2 separate regions of the Macaca mulatta genome follow, and region 2 is linked to region 1. Evidence: chromatin contacts called from public Hi-C data. All regions are on one chromosome and are shown on one strand. The core of a region is the stretch at or near the end of the contact, and the rest is flanking DNA. Distances in the headings are between cores, read along the strand shown. Region 1 holds the start of TRMT2A (tRNA methyltransferase 2 homolog A). Region 2 holds the start of TANGO2 (transport and golgi organization 2 homolog).

Region 1 (5,334 bases), core at 1,500-3,999:
ACAAGGCTGGTATCCACCACTGCAAATAGCTCTTAACTGAAAGTGTCAAGAAGCACACGTACAGAATCTTTTCAGGTGTTTTTGATAACTAAACCATCACCTATTTTCACGTGTAATTGCAGTATTACGTTGTGTATTAAGGGTGGGCCAGGCGAGGTGGCTCACGCCTGTAATCCCAGCACTTTGGGAGGCTGGGGCGGGCAGATCAAAAGGTCAGGAGATCGAGACCATCCTGGCTCACAAGATGAAACCCCGTCTCTAATAAAAACACAAAAAATTAGCCGGGCGTGGAGTCCCAGCTACTTGGGAGGCTGAGGCAGGAGAATGGCGTGAACCCGGGAGGCGGAGCTTGCAATGAGCTGAGATCACGCCACTGCACTCCAGCCTAGGCGATAGAGCGAGGCTCCATCTCAAACAACAACAACAACAAAAACACCGGGTGGGGGATTTATAAGCTTCACAATGCCAAAGAACTCTGCTGCAAAAAGTTAAAATCCCCTGCTCAACCAAAGGGACTCCCTGGATCCTCAGAAGCCAGTGGCAAGAAACAGCAGTGGGGCCGCCATGTCAGTGAACAGAGCAGCAATAATGGGATGCCCTTCATGCAACTGGCTGCAGGGCAGCAAGGGCACCTGGTGAAGATTCATAAAAGCAATGGGTTAAATTTCCACATGGGATTAGTCATCAAGCAACTTTAGGCCCTTTCTTTAAAGAACCTCAGTCTGATTAAAAGTCAGGCCAAGACCTTAACACCCAAAAAAGCTGTAACTTCAACCTTAAAGGGTCCTATTTCTGGGACATCAGATTACTTACATTTTAAAAAGTTCCTCTTCATCTTCTTCCAGCGTTTTAATTTCTTGCTCAGGAAGAGAAACTATTGGCTCAAACTGAGGGTCATGGTTGGATTCGTCTGTATTCTCAGTGGAAGTATCATGGTCCTCATGAGTGTCCTGAGGAAATACAAAGAGGTTACACTGCTGGCCTATGGATCCGGCTCACAGCCAGAGCCCAACCAGTGCCTGCAGTGGTCTGCCCCCCGACAGTGAAGGGACTTCAGCTACAAGGATGGGCTCCACCCCAAAGCAAGAAATTAGGCCCTCTCTTCCACGCTAGGAAAGGTTTGCATTTACGCCCAGCTCCATACACTCAGTGCATGAGCCTACAGCGAGACACCCGAGTTTGGGGCCCCTCCCCCAGATTGACAGACATCAGTCAGATCTGTGCACAGACTGATGGTGGGCCCTACAACTCCGCCAGCACTTGCAGAGTGGCCTGGGAGTAACTGCCTCATCTCTTTGAGCATCAGTTTCTTCCTCATCCATAAAATGCAGACGATACCTGCTGTGTGAAGATCAAAGGACACAATGATGGGTCGAAATAGATTTTGAAATGTTACTTTAAAGCAAAATGTAACTATTTCAGCTTTTACTAATTAGGAAATAGTTGTGCTCTTGCTTACTAGAATGAAAAAAGTCGCTACAGGACTGGTAGTATTTACATTGGATTCATAGCTCTGCCAGCAATTTTTTCACAGTTCAAGAAATTAAGTTAGTAACTAGATAAATTGTACCGGTGAAAGTCATGAAATCCTGACCCAATTTAGAGGATAAGAGAGCACCAATAATCATATTTTAGGTTCGAGTCTTCCAGAACACGTGCCTTGGTCACCCAGAAGTCCATAAGAGACCTAAGACTTCACCACTAGACTCAAACTGGAAAAGAAAACATAAGCTTTTCGCTGCTCTTCTGTGTTTCCCACAGCACTGCGGCTCTGCAGCGGCCCGCACTCAACCATACACCTCAGCCAACAAAGCCGCCGCCCGGGTCGGCGCGTCCAGGACCTGTGCCCCACGCTGGAACGCGAGCTTCTGCCACAGAGGCCAGAGCCGGTTCCACACGTGAGAACCGAATGAATGAAGTGCTGCGTGGGCGACGGAAGGAATAAATGCACCGTACTAGTGGGAAGCCCCAAGTGGGCCGAGCCGGAGGAAACCCGCCGCCCGCACCAGTTCCCGGAGGCTGGGGCCGCCCCGCGTGGCGACGGCCGCCCCCAACCCACCCCAAGGTCACGCGGGCGCCCTGCAGCCCCCAGGCCTCTGCAGAGCCTGCACCCCCAGAAGCCCCAACTCCGCAGGCCTCGAGCCCCCAAACCCCACGCGTCCCGACCCCGCGCCACCGAGGCCCAGCAGACGGCCGAACCTGCAGGCCGGCGGGGGTTGGTGGCTGCTGCGCGGGCCGCCCACGTGGCCGCTGATAACGGCCCCGGTCCCACCGGCCCCGCCCGCCCACCCTGTCCCCGCTTGGGCCAGGCCGCACCTTGGCGGCCGCCATGGGGGCGCGGCGGCGGCGGCGGCTCGGCTGGGTCGGTCGTCGCTGGCTCCGCGGCCTCTGGGCGGCTACTCGTAGCTCCTTCCCTCCGCGTCTGGCGCCGGCGCCTCCCGCCCGCCCGCTCTTCCCTCCGCCCCGCGACCCGAACCTCGACCCCTGACCCCAGCGGCGGGAAACGCGCCGCGATTCAAAACCAGTACAGCTTTATTGGCTCAGGCGGCGGACACTCTCATTGTCCGGCCCGCCCCGCGCTTCCCGCCAAAACGCCCGTGGCGCATGCCCGGCCCGCCCGTCAGCCAGAGGAGCGCGCATTCCCGGCGACCCCTGCGCGCACTTCCGTCCCGGCCACGCGCGCCCCAAGAGCTGGCTAAAGTGGTTGGAGCCGGCGCGTGGCTATGATGTTGCAGGAAGTCAGGATCATAGAGACGCTCGGCCTCCGCGGCACGCGCTGGCGGACTAAGAGTGGCTGGCGAAGCGTGCGGCCGGCGCGGGCCCCTGGCGGGCGGGCGGTGCAGCCCGAAGCCTGAGACCAGGACCTGAGCACCGCAGGTTCGAGTACCGCCCCATCTGGGTCGAAGCCGGGGCTGGCGGCGACCTCGCGGCGTTGCACTGGCTCTCTGAGCACTTCCCCTCTGAGCACTTCCCTTGTGACAGGCCCAGGACGAGGTGACCAGGCGGCCCCCGTGGCACCCCTGGTCTAGGCGGAGAACCGCCTGAACGATGAGTGAGAACCTCGACAACGAGGTAGAGTGCGGGGAGACGCTGGGTAGAGACGGGGATGGGGTGGGAGGAGGCGGGGTGGGGCAGGAAACCTGCCAGAGAATAGGTGGGGACGAGGAGGATGCGATGGGGGAGGAAAGGAGACGGGAATGGGGTCGGGAGGGTAGAATGGGGGAGGGGAGGGGCAGGGTTGAGTGCAGAGTGCACCGACGGAGGTTTGGGTGTGCCATAGGGGAACCTGGGGGGCCAGGCCCCAGGGTCTAGTCCTCACCGTAGCACCCCATCTGTCCCCACACAGGGCCCAAAGCCCATGGAGAGCTGTGGCCAGGAGAGCAGCAGTGCCCCGAGCTGCCCTACAGCCTCGGTGCTCCCTGCAGACCCGGCAGCCCTGGAGGAGGTGGAGAAAGAGGGCGCTGGAGCAGCTACAGGGCCGGGGCCTCAACCTGGGCTCTACAGCTACATCAGGGATGACTTGTTTACCTCTGAGATCTTCAAACTGGAGCTGCAGAACGTGCCTCGCCACGCCAGCTTCAGCGACGTCCGGCGCTTCCTGGGCCGCTTTGGCCTGCAGCCCCACAAAACCAAACTCTTTGGGCAACCACCCTGCGCCTTTGTGACATTCCGCAGCGCTGCAGAGAGGGACAAGGCCCTGCGAGTTTTGCATGGTGCCCTCTGGAAAGGCCGCCCACTCAGTGTGCGCCTGGCCCGACCCAAGGCCGACCCCATGGCCAGGAGGAGGCGACAGGAGGGTGAGAGTGAGCCACCAGCAACACGAGTGGCCGACGTGGTGACCCCTCTATGGACAGTGCCCTATGCTGAGCAGCTTGAGCGGAAGCAGCTGGAGTGCGAGCAGGTGCTGCAGAAACTCGCCAAGTGAGTGAGGGCGCAAGACACCCCTCCTGGCTGGGGCTCTGCCCGGCCCTGTGCTTCCTCAGCCTGCCTGTGCACCAGTCGGGAGGCCCAGCACAGGATCTGGCGGCCCCTTTGGGAGCTAGCGAGTGGGACACCCATGTTACAGGGGGCACAATGAGGTCCGAAAGGAGGGATTGGGAGCCTGGACATTGGGGAGTGGCCTAGCATGGGTGGGGGACAGTAGGTGGAGTCCAACCACAGATCTGCTCCTCTTACAGGGAAATCGGGAGCACCAACCGTGCCTTGCTGCCCTGGCTGCTCGAGCAGAGGCACAAGCACAACAAGGCCTGCTGCCCACTGGAGGGGGTCAGGCCATCACCCCAGCAGGTCAGGCTAGACTTCGGTGGCCACAAACCCCTATCCCGGGATTTGAAAACTTTGCTTTTGCTCACCCTTCCTGTTGATCTTTTTGTTTTCTCTGGTAACTTATCACATAGCTATCAGCTATTCCTCTTGTTTGACTGCCAGCCCCTGTGGGGAAATCAGGGTTTCCAGGCACAAGTGCTGGGCAACCAGGGTAAGGTGCAGCTGTCTCTCCCTGCAGACTGAGTATCGTAATAAGTGTGAGTTTCTGGTTGGCGTCGGGGTGGATGGGGAGGATAACACCGTGGGCTGTCGGCTCGGCAAGTACAAGGGCGGGACGTGTGCTGTGGCGGCCCCGTTTGACACCGTGCACATCCCCGAAGCCACCAAGCAGGTGGTGAAGGCCTTCCAGGAGTTCATCCGGTGAGGACCTGTGACGGGGCTCCTGGGAAGTCCTGTGTGGTGTGGGAGCAGAGGGTGGGGATCCCACCCAGGGAATTCTGGAGTGCCTGCCATTTCAGCCAGTTGAAGGAAGGTGTGGCCAGAGGAGAGAGCAGGGGAGCTGCTTCCCCAGTCCCGGGCACTCAGGCCAGCTCGTGATCCCCACAGGTCAACTCCATACTCGGCATACGACCCAGAAACATACACCGGCCACTGGAAGCAGCTGACTGTGCGCACCAGCCGCCGCCGTCAGGCCATGGCCATTGCCTACTTCCACCCCCAGGTCTCAACGGGGGCCCTGCTGGGGGAGGATGCCTGGCCTGGGTGGGCCTCGGCACAGCCTGATGGGACCTTTTCACCACTTATTCCAGAAACTGAGCCCGGAGGAGCTGGCAGAGCTGAAAGCCTCCCTAGCACAGCACTTCACAGCAGGGCCAGGCAGGGCCAGTGGAGTGACCTGCCTCTACTTCGTGGAGGAGGGACAGCGGTGAGGAGCCCGAGTGGGGCGGGGTGGGTCCCTGCAGGGACTGTGACACTGAAGGACCTGCACCTCCGCCCACAGAAAGACTCCCAGCCAGGAGGGCCTGCCCCTGGAGCACATGGCTGGGGACCGGTGCATCCATGAGGACC
Region 2 (5,334 bases), core at 1,979-4,478, 99 kb after region 1:
TGGATTGCAAGGCCACTGCAATGCCCTGCTGCCCTCCTATCTCCTCAGCAACACCTCACCAATCTACACTCTCTGGCTATTAAATGGCATTTTTTATTTTTTATTTTTTTGAGATGGAGTTTTGCTCTTGTCGCCTAGGCTGGAGTGCAATGGTGCGATCTCGGCTCACTGCAACCTCCACCTCCTGGGTTCAAGCGATTCTCCTGCCTCAGCCTGCTGAGTCATTGGGATTACAGGTGCACGCCACCACGCCCAGCAAACTTTTGTATTTTTTTTTAGTAGAGACAGGGTTTCACCATGTTGTCCAGGCTGGTCTCAAACTCCTGACCTCAGGTGATCCACCCGCCTTGGCCTCCCAAAGTGCTGGGATTACAAGCGTGAGCCACTGCACCGGGCCTAAATGGCATTTTATCATGACACATTTTCTTTTCTTCTTTTTTTTTGAGATGGAGTCTTGCTCTGTTGCCCAGGCTGGAGTGCAGTGGCACGATCTCAGCTCACTGCAAGCTCCACCTCCTGGGTTTGCGCCATTCTCCTGCCTCAGCCTCCCGAGTAGCTGGGACTATAGGCACCAGCCACCATGCCCGGCTAATTTTTTTGTATTTTTAGTAGAGACGGGGTTTCACCGTGTTAGCCAGGATGGTCTTGATCTCCTGGCCTCGTAGTCTGCCCACCTCGGCCTCCCGAAGTACTGGGATTACAGGCGTGAGCCACCAAGCCCAGCCTATCACAACACATTTTCTACAGTGGTACTCTCTCCTCAGATCTTCACAATGCTTCCGGGGCATTACTTCAGCCTCACACCAGAGGATCACTGTCTCTTCCCAGTTCCAAGGAGCAACACAAACAAGAGGCATCGTGAGCAGACAGAAGGCTCTGGACACAGGGTGGCCCCATCCTCAGGCCCTCCTGGGAGGAACACTCAGCTTCCTCACAAGCCAGGAACAGGTCAGCCTCGCAGCGGCCCCTGCGGCCTGAGTGGTTAGTGAAAACAAAAAGGGGGCACTCCTACCACGCCTGCAAAGAGGGTGAAGGCAAGCACTTCAAGTTAGCGTGGCACTGAAGATCTTGATGGATGCACCCTCAAATGTCAGCAAGCGCACCAGGGGAGCAGCCGCTGGGAGAAGGAGGCCGGCCTTTTTTATTTTTAAGCATGCATAAACTATTTTTGCAATCTAAAAAGGAAGTTGAGAGAAAAAGGGGAAAAAGCTGCAGTGATAACCTCAAAAGGCAGCTCAGTCCTTCTCGGGTGACCTTGTTTTCACAGAGCCCATCCTTATGGTAGGGATAGGCTTGTTTTCAAGATAGCCCAAACCCTATGGTAGGGGCCAACAAAGGCCAGGCTCTGCCATGCTGCTGCCATGTGCTGACTGACATATCACCAAAGGATGGGCCCTGCTTCTCATGCATCTGGAGTGTCAATGACAAGCATGGCCCTACTTCGAGAAGTCTTCCCAGCCTCCCTGTCCTGGGCTGTTTCTCTCCAGACCCCTTCTGGGGTCCCTGAGAAGTCCCTCATATATCTGTGGGTGTTTTCAGAAGCAGCACGCTTAGGTGGGCACCAGGGTGCCCTCCAAGTTCACCATCTGGTGCAGAAGCCAGGCACAGGATCAAGTTCCCAAGACACTACGTGTGATTACACACACTGCAAAACGTAATCAGAATGACAGCCCACAAGTGAAGACCAAGGAAGCACAAAGGGCTGGCAGCCCAGGCAGAGCTGACAGCTGGTCATCTCAGCTCAGGGAAGGGCTATGGCCACCACACATCACAGCAGGCAGGCGCTTGGTCTGAGGGGCCTGCAGTCTGGGGACATGCAAGTAACACAAAGCTGTGTAGGGGCCCAAGAGGGTGGGGGCACCAGGGCACCCCACCCTGGACCACCAGAGCAGTAGGATCCTGCGGGAACAGAGGCTCTGCTGTGTCCATCTAACAACATGGTCACCCTCTCCAGCTGCCCCCAACCCACCCAACAGGACACAGATGCAGGAAAACTCCTAGGAGAGTGGCCCAGGAGTAGTAGAGGCACTGGGAGCGGGCCCTGGATCTGAATGACCTTGGGAACACCATCTGTCCCCTTAGCCTGAGTTTTCCTTGTGGGAGCAGGACTGGATCAAAGAATGCTTGCCCCAAAAGGCTGCCCAAAGGCAAATGAGCTAGCGTGAGAAAGCCTTCCAAAGAGCTACTCAGCTACCCCTTACAGCTGCTGTCACATCTGCCTCATGGAAGAGGGCTCTGCCCCCAGAGTGGCAGCAAAACAGTGGTTAGTAGGTCTGGAGCCACACAATAGGCCTGGCCAGTGCAGACAGCCCTGGCCAGGACAGGGCATGTGACATTCCTGAAGAGGAAGGGGGCCTGAGGCCCAGGGACTTGTCCAAGGGCAGAAGGTTCACTCTAAAGCTTGTGGCCCAGCAGGAAGCCAAGGGAGCACAGAAGAGGTGCTGGGGGCAGGGAAGGTGGGGGGTCTCAGCAAACAGCCCTCTCTGTGCCCACTTCCCTAGAGGAAAACGGGCAAAGCCCAGGCTGCGGTGGGGCAAGGACTGCCCTGAGTGCAGCCCTGCCAGCCCCTACCTCTGATGCCCTGGAGGTGGGGGTGGGGGATGTAACTACCCAAACCTCCCCAGGAAGGCCGCATTCAGGCGCAGGGATGACCCAGCACTTACTAACTACTCACACCCACATTAGCTGTCACCCTGCTGGCCCGCAGCAGGCCGCAGGTAGGGGACAGAGTGACTGGGCTCCAGAGCTGTCCCTGATGCTGCCAAGGCCGCGCAGCCCACCCACCCTGCAGGGACCACGCAGCTCCCGGCCCTGTCAGTCTCAGCCTCCCCGCAGCGAGTCTGGTTCCCACCTGCCAGTGTCCCTCGCATCCCGTGTCAGCGGGTAGTATCAAAAACGCCTTCCAGTAAGGCGCGGGGCATTTTCGTCGGCCGGATCGACGTGGTAGCCCCTGACCCAGCCGCCTGATTCTATACCATACCTCAGAAAGGGGAAACTGAGGCAGGGCAAGGCGGTGCGGCCAGCCCACCCACCTTCAAGCAGCCTAGCCCGGTCCGCGCACCCAGAGCCCGGTGCCCCCGAGCCCAGGCCGGCCAGGCAACCAGAGGAGTCGGCCAGCCCCGGAGCCGCGCACTCACCGCCTCCGCCGCCGCCGCCGACTTCCGGGTGCCGCGCCCGCGCGCCACCGCAGCCAGCCCAGTCCCCGCCCGGCCCGAAGCCGGCGCCTTCACCATTGGGCCGCGCAGCGAGGGGCGGGGCGGCGCGCCGCATGCCGGAGTCCCGTTGGCTGCGCGCGCTGTCGCTCGGAGGCTGCAGTCTCCTGGCGCCCCGCCCCCGAGGCTGCGCCATGGCTTGGGGCTGCGCAGGCGTCTGAGCGCTTCCCGATCCCGCGGCCTTCGGGTACTCCGCGACTCCCTGCCTGCGGGGACGCCCTGGAAGGTTGCAGCCGCTCCTCAGCTCATGCCCTCATGGACACCATCTGTCACCTGCCTACCCTGCAGCCTCTCTCGAAAGAGCTACAGGAATGCTCACTTCCAGAACGGCCCCCTCAGACTGCGACTTGGTCTTCCCATCCTGTCCACTCAACCCCGCCTCTAGACCTGGCCATCCTCCTCCTGGCCATCCTTTCCTTCACTTTATGGCCTCCAGGTCGGCTCTTTCCTCCTTGATGTCCCTGCCATTCCCAGTATGGACCCCAGACCCTGGACTAGGCATTTGAGTACTATACCTTGCACACCCATCCCCTCCCCTACTTTCACCCCTACACTGTAGCCTCTGAGCTCACATCCAGGTCCAGGCCCCAGTGACGAGGGGCTGGCCCAGCTTGACTTGTGCAAGGCGAGCAGGTGGACACTGACTGGGGCCCTCCCAACAGGACAGAGGCATGAGCTGGGACCCCTGCTCCAGTGGCCTCTGGGCTGTGCCTGGGCCTATGTGGCAGAAAGGTGGAGAGTCAAAGCCCAGAGGCCCATGCCCTGCCTCAAAGAGTGAGCACTCAAAAAACTATGACATGGATGACAAGGACATTAGGGATAATGATAATGTGTAAAGCACTTTAAACCCAATGTCTGGGTCAGCAGTTCTTTCACCCCACTTTATAGATGTAAACATGTAAACACTGAGACTTGGAGGAGTTATGTCATTCAGTTGAAGTCAAAAAAGGTGGCAAGCACGAGAGGCTTCAACCTGCGTTGAAGACCTAGGTGCCCTGATGCCCTGCAGAAAACTGGGGCTCAGGGATGGGAAGAACCTGGCTGGTAATCAGCAAAGGCAAGAGTCTAACCTGGACCTACATGCAGGCCCGTTGTGCTCCACACTTTTGCTGTCTTATCTGTGTTTCTCCTGGAATCCAACAGAACCTTTTATAACAAGTAAACCAAGGACTCCAGATGTCCAGGGACTCATGGCCAGTGGGCCGCAGACCTAGCCAGACATAGTTGTCTCTCCCACCATCCAGCAGTGGGATCGTGTAGGGCTGGTACCAGTGATTTCCCTCTAAGCAGCCAAATCTATGCAATCTGTAGGGCCAAGAGGTGGTGATGGTGGACAAGTGGGATCTGAGGCTTGGGGGTGATGGACTCTGCCCTGGGGTTCATGGCAGCAGCTGCAGAGTGGGCTGCCCCAAAGCACCAGACCATGCACCTCAAAGCTGGACAAGAGTTGACCAAGGTTTCCCTTTGCGCACAAAGAGGGATGCAGTAACATGTCAGATGGTGGTTTGCATCCTGTTCTGTCATAGCTTGTGGCCTTGGGCCAACCCCACCCCCAGCCATACTTTTCCCAGCTAGACAGGGCCAGAGAAGACACTCTGATGTTCTTTGTTACCACTGACACTCCAGTCTGGATGACATATGATGCCAGGAAACAGGTGACAGCAGATGAGATGGGTCTAGAGTGGGCACCTAAGCCCTGGGAGCTTGGGGCTGCAACAGGCTCACTGGCATCCAACCTCTAATTGCACATAGATAGGAAGCTCACTACCTCCTGTGGCCACTCTTTTGGTTTCAACAGCTCCAACTGTTGAAAAGTTCTTCTTGACACCCAGCTGAAAGCATTTTCTCTCTGTGGCTTTCCCTGTGGGCCCCATAGCTGTCCCTATGGAGCTAGGTGACAGGATGAGAGAGGGAGGACACTGGGCTACTGGTCCCTGTGGTCTCCCTTGCTGTGTTTTTCTTTTTTTTTTTTTTTTTTTTTGAGATGGAGTCTTGCTCTGTCTTCTAGGCTGCAGTGCAGTGGTTCAGTCTCAGCTCACTGCAACCTCCGCCTCCCAGGTTCAAGCGATCTCTGCCTCAGCCTCCCAAGTAGCTGGGACTATGGGTGTCTACCACCATGCCC

Evidence for each region. A called contact is a pair of places that touch in the nucleus more often than the background predicts.
Region 2: a Hi-C map of liver shows a contact between it and region 1, with 2.3 times the contacts expected there. The contact joins the promoter of TANGO2 here to the promoter of TRMT2A in region 1. A contact is called at or near these places in 3 of 14 Hi-C or Micro-C datasets (CD4 T cells, fetal cortex germinal zone and liver).

Annotation. Positions count from the first base shown.
Region 1 is chr10:32,563,951-32,569,284 of T2T-MMU8v2.0, forward strand. TRMT2A (tRNA methyltransferase 2 homolog A) reads left to right here and starts at 2,750. Exons shown (of 13, transcript XM_077950841.1): 1 at 2,750-2,877; 2 at 2,983-3,072; 3 at 3,347-3,921; 4 at 4,179-4,287; 5 at 4,505-4,686; 6 at 4,873-4,987; 7 at 5,076-5,191; 8 at 5,267-5,334. The coding sequence starts at 3,049. It overlaps RANBP1 (RAN binding protein 1), which reads right to left and starts at 2,465. Exons shown (of 6, transcript NM_001260864.2): 1 at 2,317-2,465; 2 at 814-950. The coding sequence starts at 2,331.
Region 2 is chr10:32,662,461-32,667,794 of T2T-MMU8v2.0, forward strand. It overlaps TANGO2 (transport and golgi organization 2 homolog), which reads right to left and starts at 3,229. Exons shown (of 9, transcript XM_015149734.3): 1 at 3,138-3,229.